Regions from separate parts of the Mus musculus genome. Here region 1 is linked to region 2. Evidence: chromatin contacts called from public HiChIP or PLAC-seq data. All regions are on one chromosome and are shown on one strand. The core of a region is the stretch at or near the end of the contact, and the rest is flanking DNA. Distances in the headings are between cores, read along the strand shown. Region 1 holds the start of Ptpru (protein tyrosine phosphatase, receptor type, U). Region 2 holds the start of Gmeb1 (glucocorticoid modulatory element binding protein 1).

What was found. HiChIP or PLAC-seq counts read pairs in DNA pulled down with a chosen protein or histone mark.
Region 1: an H3K4me3 HiChIP or PLAC-seq map of bone marrow-derived macrophages shows a contact between it and region 2, with 3 times the contacts expected there. The contact joins the promoter of Ptpru here to the promoter of Gmeb1 in region 2. A contact is called at or near these places in 1 of 39 promoter capture datasets (pre-B cells) and 1 of 115 datasets of contacts at active chromatin or transcription factors (bone marrow-derived macrophages).

What each region holds. Positions count from the first base shown.
Region 1 is chr4:131,836,021-131,841,408 of GRCm38.p6, reverse strand. Ptpru (protein tyrosine phosphatase, receptor type, U) reads left to right here and starts at 3,131. Exons shown (of 31, transcript NM_001083119.2): 1 at 3,131-3,325. The coding sequence starts at 3,253.
Region 2 is chr4:132,257,006-132,263,197 of GRCm38.p6, reverse strand. It overlaps Gmeb1 (glucocorticoid modulatory element binding protein 1), which reads left to right and starts at 1,649. Exons shown (of 10, transcript NM_020273.2): 1 at 1,649-1,707. It overlaps Gm28874 (a long non-coding RNA gene), which reads right to left. Exons shown (of 2, transcript XR_390809.4): 1 at 2,598-6,192.

The DNA.
Region 1 (5,388 bases), core at 1,882-4,381, 420 kb after region 2:
CCTCCTCCCCAGGCAGCCAACTAGGAAAGTCTGGAGAATCAGGCTGGAAAGTTTTCCTCCTTAAGGCTGGATTTCATCTCCCTCCACACCCTTTCACCTTTCCCTTTGGTCTAGGCCATCTGGCAGTCACACAGTTTGAGAACAACCGGTGAAGGGGTTTAAGCCTATTGGCCTTAGCTTTGCATTCAAGACCATATGCACTTTGATGCCTACCCTCTTTCTGGCTTTATCTTTTGCACTGTACATAGCCAGCGACCCAACTACACCCAACTCCGCCCTCACCAGCTCTTCCTTGTCTTACGCTTTTATTCAGGTTTCGATCGACTGAAATGAATTTTCCTGTCTAACCTTCCAGGGGAATTCCAGGTTCACATATTGTTCTATTGAGCAAACCCCAATGCCTTTGTAATTTCTCTGGGCTAATGTTATGGCCTTTAGGATACTATCTTGTAGTTATTTATATGTCCACTTCCCCCTCCAGGCAAAATTTCATCTCCGGGATGCCAGCACTCAATATGGGGCCTAACACAGGATAGGCATCATAAATATTCCATGAGTTGCAGGTAATTGAATTTCTTCCTGACCTGGCACTGACTGTGGTACCCTATCCTTCTCCCTAGATTTGGGGCAGCCACTCCAAGCCAGGGCTTTTCTCTATCTTGCAAGGATTGTTGAAGTTTGTGGCCCTTTTTAAAGCAAAGGGGAACAATGTTCTCTTCCTCTGTTTACCTGTTGCTAACACTGGCACACCACATTCACCGTAGTCTCTGAGGCTGTCCTCTGACCAAGGAGCAAGAGAACGTGGAACCGATCAGATTTGAGTTCAAATCCTGACACCTTTATGGACTGACTGAGTGACCTTGCGCAAATACATCATGCTCTCTGATTCTCAGTGTCCATACCTCAAAACTTGAGATTAATAAAAAGAGCAAACAACAACAACAAAAACCAAACAAAAACCAAAACCCCAAAACTTCAGTTCTCCCCCCCTCCAACGCACAGCCGGCTCCGGGTTGCCAGATCTCTCTCTGTTTCAGCATGTCTTTCTGTCTTGCCCATCACTTTTCCTTCCTCTACCTCTGTCTCATGGTGACTCTCAGTTTAATGCTCGGGTCCTCGAGAGCTGTGTCTTTGCTTCCTTGAGCAGCAGTTTGAGGACCCAAGGAGACCAGGGATGCTCAGTTCTTCCTTTTCTAGCCTCAGGGTAGCTTCTCAGTGTGAGCCAACTGAGGGAAGAGACAAGAAATAGGGAGGCCTTACAGACGCCAAGACCTGTACTTAAATGAGTTCCTTCAACATCTCTGCCCATTAGTTGTTGGGGGGAATGAAAGTAATAAACCAAAACTCAAGACTCTCCAGCGGCTGATCATTTTCTTAGTGTTTATTGACTCAAAATGTCTTCCGTATTCGGCTTTCTGTGTGGTCTGCAGGCCCTGGCAACTTTTCCAGTTGCACCTGCCGTTCCTCTTCACCCTTCCATTCGGGCTCCCTCTTAGACCAAGGCTCGCGCTTCGGGCTGGCTGCAGCGTTCCTTCCCATTGGTCTGGCTGGCTGCAGCGTTCCTTCCCATTGGTCTGGCTGGCTGCAGCATTCCTTCCCATTGGTGTGCTTGAGGCTGGCTCCTCACACGTCAGGTCTAAGATCACGTGGCATGGGGTCACATCCTTGGCAAAGGCGTCTGTCTTGGACTGTCTTTTCTGAAGCGTGACCCGACCCCCCCCCCCCATCTTTTAGTGTTCCTTGTTGCAAGAGCTTCATTTCCTTGAGGGCGCATGCCTCAGACTGAAGTTCCATATGTATTTATTTATCTGCGGCATGAAGTCTTCGTGAGAGCAAGGGCCCTCTCTGTAAGTACTCATCTATCAGTTACCCGCTCATTCATTACTCATCGAGTATGCGGGATACCAGGCCCCGGGGGAAAAAGCTTCCCTAGGGGGACACACATTCTAAACATGGGGGATATATACCAAGTCCATCACATAGCAGGCAGTCTGTTTAGAAGTGCAGCGATCCACTTTCCCTACTGTAGGTTCCAACCCCCCCCCCCACCCTCTCCTGCATCTTCCTCCTGAATGTAAGCTTCATGAGGGTGGGGATTTTAAAAAATATTTAAATTATATTTAAAATATAATTTTATATTTTATAAATATACACGGCCAGAAGTGCTGGTCTGATGCGCAGTTACAGGTGGTTGGACAAGGGTGCTGGGGATCCATCCTGAGCCCTTTGCAAGAGCCGCGTGCACGCACCTAACCACTGAGCCGTCTCTCTAGCTCCCGGAGATCAAGCCTTTGTTTTTTAATCTCCTCGGTAGTCTACAGTCATCACTGAACCAACAAGCCCATATCTATTCAGTATTTGAGAAGCAAATGGGTTTCCAGATGTGAGTCGGTTTTTGTTCGTTTGTTTACACATTTCGAACCAGACAACCTTGATTCAGATCTTGGTGTCGCCTCATACTGACACATAATCTTGAAAAAGTCACGCTCTATGATCTCAACTTTCTCAACTGTGTAATGGCATTAGAATGGTGTGTGTCCCCTAGGGCAATAGTGAAGATGAACAGAGTCCCAGAGAGAGGCACACATGGCACCTGGTCTTAAGTAGCCACTGACAACTATGCTGGTGGTTGTGCAAAAACTTGGACGGGGCAGAGTTCCAAATCTACTTACTCCGAGTAGCCGGAGGCTACTGTAGAGGCACGAGCGTCAGTAAGAGAGAAGTGAATTTCATATTACTGAAAGTAAACGGCAACATTCCAAAGGCCCAACAACGTTTCAGGTAGATGAAGAGTGCTCTGTCATTGGAGGGAGCTGGGAGTTTATGTTCAGAGTAGTCAAGGTAGGAAAAACTTAAGCAACTGAGGGAACAGAGGAGCCAAGGGTTCCTGGGTTACAGTCTCAGCCGTGGGCAACGGATGCGTTGAGAGTGCCGACCTGAACACCGGCACCGGCCGATGGATCTTGTCGACGGGGTGCGAGAGTGGGGGATGGGCACGCCAAGGCCGGCGGGCCCAGGGAACCGGGCCGCAGCGCGCGACACCACCAGCAGGGGACGCCTCGAGACCGCGGAACTCGCGCCCGGGGGCCTGACGTCAGCGCCCCGCTCGTTCGGGCTCCCGCTCTGGACTCGGCGCCAGTCCCGCTCCGCGCGGCACTGCTCCACTACGGCTCCCGCTCGCCTTGGGCTCCCGGTCGGGCTCCGGAGGCGTCGCCTCCCCAGCTGCGGGTCTCCAGGACCTAGGCGGCGGCCATGGCCCGGGCTCAGGCTCTGGTCCTGGCGCTCACCTTCCAGTTCTGCGCGCCTGAGACCGAGACTCCCGCAGGTAAGCGCGCGCGGTCCCTCCAAGCTTATCCCGCGAGTGCCCGGGGGGCCGGGGATGGCTTGTCGCTGGTGTCGGAGTGCTCCAAGCTTCTGTGGCCGCTGTGTCTGTAGTTTGTGTGCAAACTGAGGTTGAGTGTGTACCGCGGATGCGAGTGTGCTGGTGTGAGTGTCGCCTGCGTGGAGCACCGGGTGTGCGCTGGCTCATGTTTGTCCACGCTGCCAAGTGGGTTGTGTATCTGAGTTTCAGTGGCTTGGCTAGAGTTGCGTCTGATCCTGTGTTGCATTTGTTGGCTTTTTTTTTTGTATTCCCTAGGCGGGAGTACTGTTTGTTGCTGGTGCGTTTGAAAACCCGCGTGTTTGTTTATGCCTGTGCTGTGAGGACTCGGTGGATTGTGCCCAAGTGTGGGCCCGAGTGTGTGTGGTGTGTGTGTGTGTGTGTGTGTGTGCAGTCGTGGGAACCGGGTCGGAACCTGTGTGAGCTCTGTGCCCACGAGTGACCCTGTGGGAGTATTTGGGGTGTACGATGCTGTGTGGGTCCGTGTGAATGTCAGGGATGCGGGGAATACGTATGGGGGAGCGTGTCTGGAGTGGATGTGAGTGTGTCGGTGAGCGATGGTTTCGTGGCTAGGGACGCTGCGAGCTTGGGGTGCTCCTAGGCCGTGGTCGAGTGTGGCCGGGACCCGAGGGTGTGTGTGCATGTGTGTGTGCATATGTGAGTGTATGTGTGATCGCGCGCGCGCGTGTGCGTGGCGCACCCGGCCGGAACAAGTTGTCGCGGCGGCGTCCCCCGGAGGCTGGGGCGGCCCTGCGGCTGGCGAGGGAAGGAACGGGGAGAGACGTGGCTGTAGCCGCCGACTCCGACATTTCGGGCGGTTTGTTGTTTCGCAAGTTCCGAGCGGCGCTGGCTGGCGGCTGATCCGAGGAGGCGCCAGGGCCGCGGGGCGCCCGGGATGGGGAGGGCCGTGGGGCGCACCCGGTTGCGGGCGGGGCTGCGGCGTCGGGGCCCCCGCAGGGCCTGGCTGGAGGCCTCGGGACAGCGTCCCCATCGTAGCTCGTCAGAGGCGTTGGGGACGCCGCGGTCCCCGGGGACGCTGCCTGCGTCTGCTTTGCAACTTTGTGCGGCCTCCCGGCCAGTCGGGCACGCGCGTGCGGACGTGTGTGTGTTGTGTGTGTGTGCGTGTGTGCGTGTGTGCGTGTGTGTGTGTGTGTGAATGTGTGCATGGGCCTCCCCCTCGGCCTGCGGTGAGATCCCGTGCTTGAGTGTGCTTTGGAGCCTGGTGTCCTATGGAGGGTGTGTGCGTGTGCGTGCGTGCGTGTGTGTGTGTGTGTGTGTGTGCATTCCCATGTCTGAGTGTGTGTCCAGTGACTGTCTGTGCGACCGCGAGCGCATCGCATCGTGTGCTCTGTGAATGGAGTGTCAGTGTGCTTCTGTGTGTGCGCGCGCGTGGTCCACCGTCCTTTCCTGAGGCCTGGACCTCAGGCCTCGGCCCCTCTGGCGGGCGTGTGCCGGTCCTCTTCCAGGGTTTCCTCCTCCCCTGGCTCCCGCCACCGGCGTGAGGTAGCTGGGAGTCGCCCCGGGTGGAAGCAGAGCCGAGACACGCGCTGCCGCCTTGGGCCCAGGGAGAGACTCCAGGTCGCCTGCCTGCCCCAGACAACTGGCCTCCGGGGATCTCGTTCACCGCCCCGCCCCCGCTGGGGCGTCTCGGGAGCTGTCCTGGTCTTGCCCTGCAGCTTTGGGGTTGTACTGCTCAGCTTCAGTTTTGACCTCCTGGTATCAGAGAGGGTGATCCAGGCAACCTGCCTCTTAGACCTTTCTCAGGGCCGCGGGGCGCCCGGGATCTTTAAGATAGAACCCTTTTCATTCCCTCACTCGATCACCTTGATTTGAGAATACACACGATCATCAATTGCCCTGGTAGTAGACTGTCAGGATCAAGGTTTGAGAGTGAGAACTGCTGCAGGTTGTTCTCATTCTTGAGCCTCAGTTTCTCCGTGTGCTTCATGGTCTTAATAATGACCGCGTGTGATACTTGGTAGAATGTTAAGTCCCCTACTGAGAAGCTG
Region 2 (6,192 bases), core at 400-2,899:
AAAAAAAGGGCTAGAGAGATGGCTCAGTGGTTAAGGGCACTGACTGCTTTTCCAGAGGTCCTGAGTTCAATTCCCAGGAACCACATGGTGGCTCACAACCATCTGTAATGGGATCTGATGCCCTCTTCTGGTGTGTCTGAAGACAATGACAGTGTATTCACATATATGAAATAAATAAATAAATTCTTAAAAAACAAAACAAGGGCTGCAGAGATGGCTCAGCAGTTAAGAACACTGACTGCTCTTTCAAAGGTCCTGAGTTCAAATTCCAGCAACCACATGGTGGCTCACAAGCATCTGTAACAATATCTGATGCCCTCTTCTGGAGTGTCTGAAGACAACAGTGTACTTACATATAATAAATCTTAAAAAAAAAAAACCCGCTCTCACACACTTATATATCTTTTTTAAAAATCACATTTAGAGTGGTGGCATACTCCTTTAATCCCAGCACTTGGGAGGCAAAGGCAGGCGGATTTCTGAGTTCGAGACCAGCCTGGTCTACAAAGTGAATTCCAGGACAGCCAGGGCTACACAGAAAACCCTGTCTCAATTAAAAAAAAAAAAAAAAAAAAAATCACTATGTAGGTTCGAGTGGTGGAACTCAGGTGGTCAGGAGCCTGCACCCAACGTGCCATCTCTACACACACACACACACACAGCCCACAACCTGCCCTTTGGAAGCAAAGAAGACAGATACAACACAATGTCTATAGGAAGAAAGATGGGAAATAACCCTTGTGGGTCTTCTGCACGTGTTCTACCTACCGACCTACTTCCCTCCTCACACCCCTCATCTCTACGTTTGGCTTGCTTTTTTTTTTTGAGACAAGGTCTCATTATGTAGCCACAGCTGGCCTAGAACCCACTATGTAGACCAGGCTAGACAGGAATTGTGGAATTAAAAGCGTGTACCACCAGCACGTGCCGACGTTCCTGTTTAACTTTCAAAGATGAGAATGAAAGAGTAAGGTGGCTCTGAGGAATTTATAAACCAAAAGCATCTAACCCCAAGGCCTGACCACATTGCCTTAAAGCTTGTCAGTTACTATTCCCCGGCCTCAGAAACTTGCCCAAGTACTTTTCAAGTATCATTTCATTGTACATGAACGACATGTACCTTTCGGGAAATAGGTGGCTTAGAGTTGTCAAGTCACTGCACAGTTGTTGTACCGGTTCCAAGGAAGTTCAAATTTGAACTCCGAACCCGGACAAGCAGGAAAACCTGCGCAAAGAGCCATGGTTTGGACGCGGGAAGGGGTTACTATCTATGCTCAGCAGCATCTTTTCATTCCACATTGGTAACCTGAAATCCTGATAAATTGTAAGCGTCAATAAAGAGGATTTGGAGAAAGAAAAGCCCTAGTCCTCCACAAGAGTCAGGGCGAGATGACCTCTGCATCTAAACCTTATTCAGTCCCCTGGGGCCTCCCGCGACTTCTCCAACACTGCCTTTCTAGGACCGAAGGCCTAAGCTCTCAGGCTCCCCTAAATCGCTAGGCTGAGGGGGGAGGTGTATCCCCTGCGCGGCCCGCAATAAGGACGCGTCCCCTTTAAGGCGCCGGCTCGCCCGCCGCGGCGGCCGGAAGTGCTGGAGCCCGGCTTGGCGGCGGCGGTGGCGGCGGCCGCCGTGGCGGCTTTGTGCGCATGCTCCGTCGCCCGCCCGCCCTGGCCGCTCGCCGCCCGCCCGCCCGCCCGACGGAGACGGTGAGGAGGGGGAGGGGTGGGCGCGCGGCGCGGCGAGGGCTGGGGGCGGGGGGGGGCGGGCGCGGGGGCCGCGCGGCGGCCGGCGACGGCGACGGCGAGGGCGAGGGCGAGGGCGGGCGGGCGCGCAGGGGGCGGGGGGCTGCTGCCTCCGCGGGCGCCTCCCCACGCCCTGTGCGTGCCGCCGCCGCCGCCGGGGAGCGAGCGGACGTCGCGGCGCCGCGGGGGGGGTGGGGGGACGCTGCCGCTGGGTCCGCCCGAGCCGCCGGGCCGCCCCCAGCGTGGCCGGCCGGGCCTAGGCTCCGGGTCCTACGAACCCCGTACTGGGCGGGGGTTGGGGGGGTGGGGAAGGCTCGGCGCCCCCGGACCGAGGGGCCCGGAAGTCCTCGCGGAGGGGCCAGGGGAATCCCTCCCCACCCCAAAAATACGGGGTTTGGGAGCTTGGGCCTTGCGCGGAGGAGCTGGGTCAGGCCTGGGTCGGGCCGGGTCGGGGGAGAGGGCGGCGTGCTGGGGTGGGGGTGGGGTGCAGGGAATAGGGTCAAGCCTTCGCCCGAGGGGAGAGGCCTGGGCCACCAGACCTGGAGAGGAGGAGGAGGAGGAGGAGGAGGAGGAAGGTCCTTTGGAGGGCTTAGGAGAGGAGGCAGCGTCCTTCCCAAGATGAAGGGCAGTAAGAAGGAGAAGGGTCCCCGTGAGGGCTTCAGAGTGGAGGGCCTCCGGTGGCTAGGTGGAGAGTAGGGTGGTTTCCTGCGTCAGGAGACGAGGGAAGCCTAAGGTTATGGGGTTAGTGAGAAGGTACTTGCTGGGAAGAGGGTACCCCTTGCTTTCAGAAATGACAGGGAATTGGCCAGGTGTCCTCGGTTTGAGAGGCAAGAGAAATGTGGGCAGAATCTTACCCGAGGGTCTTGACCTGGCTGTCCAAGGAGCAAGGAAACCCTGAGCTCTCAAAATGCGACCTGTTACTGACTCTAGGAGAACCAGGAAGTAGGGGTTTTCTCCACATCTGTACACTCTTGCCATCTGCCCAGCCCCCTTTCCTTGGCTAGTATTATGGAACGTTTTCATAAGAGCTTGGGCCTAACGCTTCTAATTTTTCAACCATATAATAACTTGTTTTTCTTTTATACTTAAGTTCATTGAGTAGGTGTATTTGAGCTTTGTTGGGTTAGTTTGGGCCCTGTTTTGATTTCTTACACTCTTAGAGGGGTGACTTTTAAAAACGTATTCCTTGATTCCTTCAAACACCTATATAGGAGTCTCCATCCAATCTGTGATTTATATAGAACTTCACTTCCTCTGGATACTTCCTGCAGAGTGAAATGACCTTGGGTTCATTATATCTGAGTTCACTTTGGCTGAACAACCAAGTGCATACGGTGGACTTAGTGAGTTTTGTGCTTAAGTAATAAAGTTGCAAATTGGAGACTTGTTGTTGGTTTTGGCTATTTATTTGAGACTGGGTTTCTCTGTGTGGCTCTGGCTGTTTTGGAACTGGCCTCCAATTGTTTAGGTATTTGAGACAGGGTATCTCTGTAGTCCTTACTGGCCTTGCACTCAAGAGATTTACCTGCCTCTGCCTTACGAGCGCTGGGATTAAGGGCATATGCCATCATTGCCTGGCTTTTGTTTGTTTCTTTTTGAGATAAAGTCTCCTTTTAGTTTGGCTGGTGTCAAACTCAAAAGAGATTTCACCTGCCTCTGCCTCCAAAATATGCCAGGCTGCTCTGTATGTTAGTTATTTGACACCGGGGCTCACTATGTAGCCCTGGCTGGCTTTGAACTTATGGTAGTCTTGCCTCAGATGCCCAGGTTCGTGCTTGTAGATGGGAGATGATCATACCAAGCACGTGCTTGCTTTTCTTTTCTTTTCTTTCTTTTTATTTTCTTGGCATCTTTCTCTGTAGCTCTGGTTTGACTGGCACTTGCCGTGTAGACCAGACCGACTTTACACTTGCATATCTTTCTGCTTCTGCCTCTCCTGGGCTAAGATTTTAAATTTAGATTTATTACCTGGCACGGTGGCACACGCTGTTCTTCCTGTCCTCACTCACTTGTAAAGCAGCAGCAGGCAGATATCCTAGTCTGAGGCCAACTACATTGCATGTTCCAGCCTGTGTCTCAAAACAACAGCAAAAATGTATATGTTCCTGTCACTGTCTGTGTGTGTATATTGGTGTGTCTGCCTGCCTGCCTGCCTTGCTGGTATACTTGTGGAGGTCAGAGGACAACACAGGATTTGAGTCTCTCCTTCCACTGCCTGTGTCCTTCAGATCAAACTCAGGTTTTTATGCTCCATAACAATAGCCTGTCTTTACCTTCTGAGCCATCTTGCAGGCAGGCACCCATCTCCTTTTTTTGTTTTTGTTTTTATTTTAAACAAAGGTTTTGTATAGTCTCAGCCTTCTTATGTAACTGAAGATGACCTTGAATCCCTAACACTTCTGCTTCTACCCCCAGAGTGCTGCTATGCCTTGTTCCTGCTCACTTTAAATATTCTTAAGTTTATAATGCTATATGCATAATGTTGGGAGGGGTGCCTGTGCCATGGTGTGCAGGTGGGTAGAGGCTGGAGGATTTTATGGAGTTGGTTCTCTCCGTTTATCTTTACATGAGGTTTAGAGTTATAACTCAGGTAACCAGGCTTTTTTTTTTTCTTCCCTGAAAATAATTGCAGAGCAGCAGCCGGTTAGCACTTGTCTGTAATCCCAGCTCTCTGTAGACTGAGCCAGGAGGATTGAAAGTTCAAGCCCAGCCTGGACTACTTAGTGAGACTTTTCTCTCAAATACCCAAGTAACTGAATGTGGAGGTTTTTGCCTTCATTCCCGAGCTTGGTAGAAGCTGGAGGCTCAATAGCACGAGGTCACCCACAGCTACATAGAGAGTTTGAGACCAGCCCAAAACTAAGCAAGGACTAAAAAGCAAACTACAGAGAAAACTGTTTTGCTGTAGGTTGACCCCATGGCTCATGCCAAGCCTCGGCCCTGAGCTGTACTACCCCTGCAATGCTTCTTTCTACATCCTTGACTAAATTTTATTAAAATTATGTCATGGTTTTGTACGTTCTCATAGAATTACAGAGCTCACAGCGGTGCCATCTCATGAGGGATATTGCAAGGCCTCCTCTGTGAGGTACCCATGGGATCAGCTCGCTCATCTCACCTCTGGAGTTTGTGTTGCTATACACAAGGGGCAGGCAGGTTTGTGTTTATATATCTTAGAGCAGTCTGTGCTGGTCTGGAGGTGCTCACTGGAAGTGGGATACTTAAGATGATGACATTGAACCTAGACTTCATTTTACTAAGAATTACCAGTTGTCTTGTTGGAGTGGACTCTTCTCTGTCACTAAAAACATGTTCCAGATGACTCTTAGGCTCGACTGTTAGAAGTGGGTTCCAGGTATGGAAGGAATAAAGTACAAATTCTGCAGAGAGGGTTAACAACTTAGCCACCCTCCTTCTTCAAGATGGCCACAGGAACTCAGTCTTTCTGGGAAGAAGGTTGAAATTAGAAGCACCATTCTAAGAACCATAGTTCTTCTGTGACCCAGTAACTTATCTGAGCTATTTATTGAAAAAATAAAGTTCGTGGTGGGCAGTGGTGGCGCATGCATGCCTTTATTTCCAGCACTCAGGAGGCAGAGGCAGGTGAATGTCTGAGTTGCCAACCAGCCTGATCTACAGAGTGAGTCTCATGATAGCCAGAACTACACAGAGAAACCCTGTGTACCTGAAGACAGTCTTTGGCTCAACACATATAGTCCCAATACTCAAAGGCAGTAGGATTCTTAAACTTTGAGGCTAGCTTGGGCTGCATAATGAGTCCCAAGCCAGGAAACTATTATATAACAAGACCTTGTCCCATCCTCCTGTCTCCCTACAACCTCCCAGAATTAAAACTCTGCTCCTTTTTTTGGTGGAATAAATCTTGACTTGGGAGTCAAATTTGTACCTCAAATGTTATTTGTTTGTTTTGTTAATATTTACTTTCTTATTTGGGCCTGGTGGCGCACAACTTGAATCACAGTATTGGGAGGCAGGGGTAGGTGGATCTATGTGAGTTCAAGGCCAGCCTGGTCTACATATTGGGTCCCAGGACAACAGCCAAGACTATATAGAAAAACCCTATCTTGAAGAAAAAATTACTTTCTTGTTTGAGGCCAACCTGATTTAGTGAGTTTCAGACTAGTCAGAGCTATATAACAAGACCCTATCAAAAAAAAAGGCAAGCCAGGCAGTGGTGGTGCGCACCTTTAATCTACTTGGGAGGTAGAGGCAGGTGGATTTCTGAGTTTGAGGCCAGCCTGGTCTACAGAGTGAGTTCCAGGACAGCCAAGGCAACACAGAGAAACCCTGTCTTGAAAAAAAAAAACAAAAAACAAAAAAACAAAGGCAAAAGGTTTATTTTCTTTTTGTATGTACATGAATATTTTACCTAAATGTATGTATGCGTGCCACATTTGTGCCTAAAGAAGTCAGAAGAGGGTATCAACC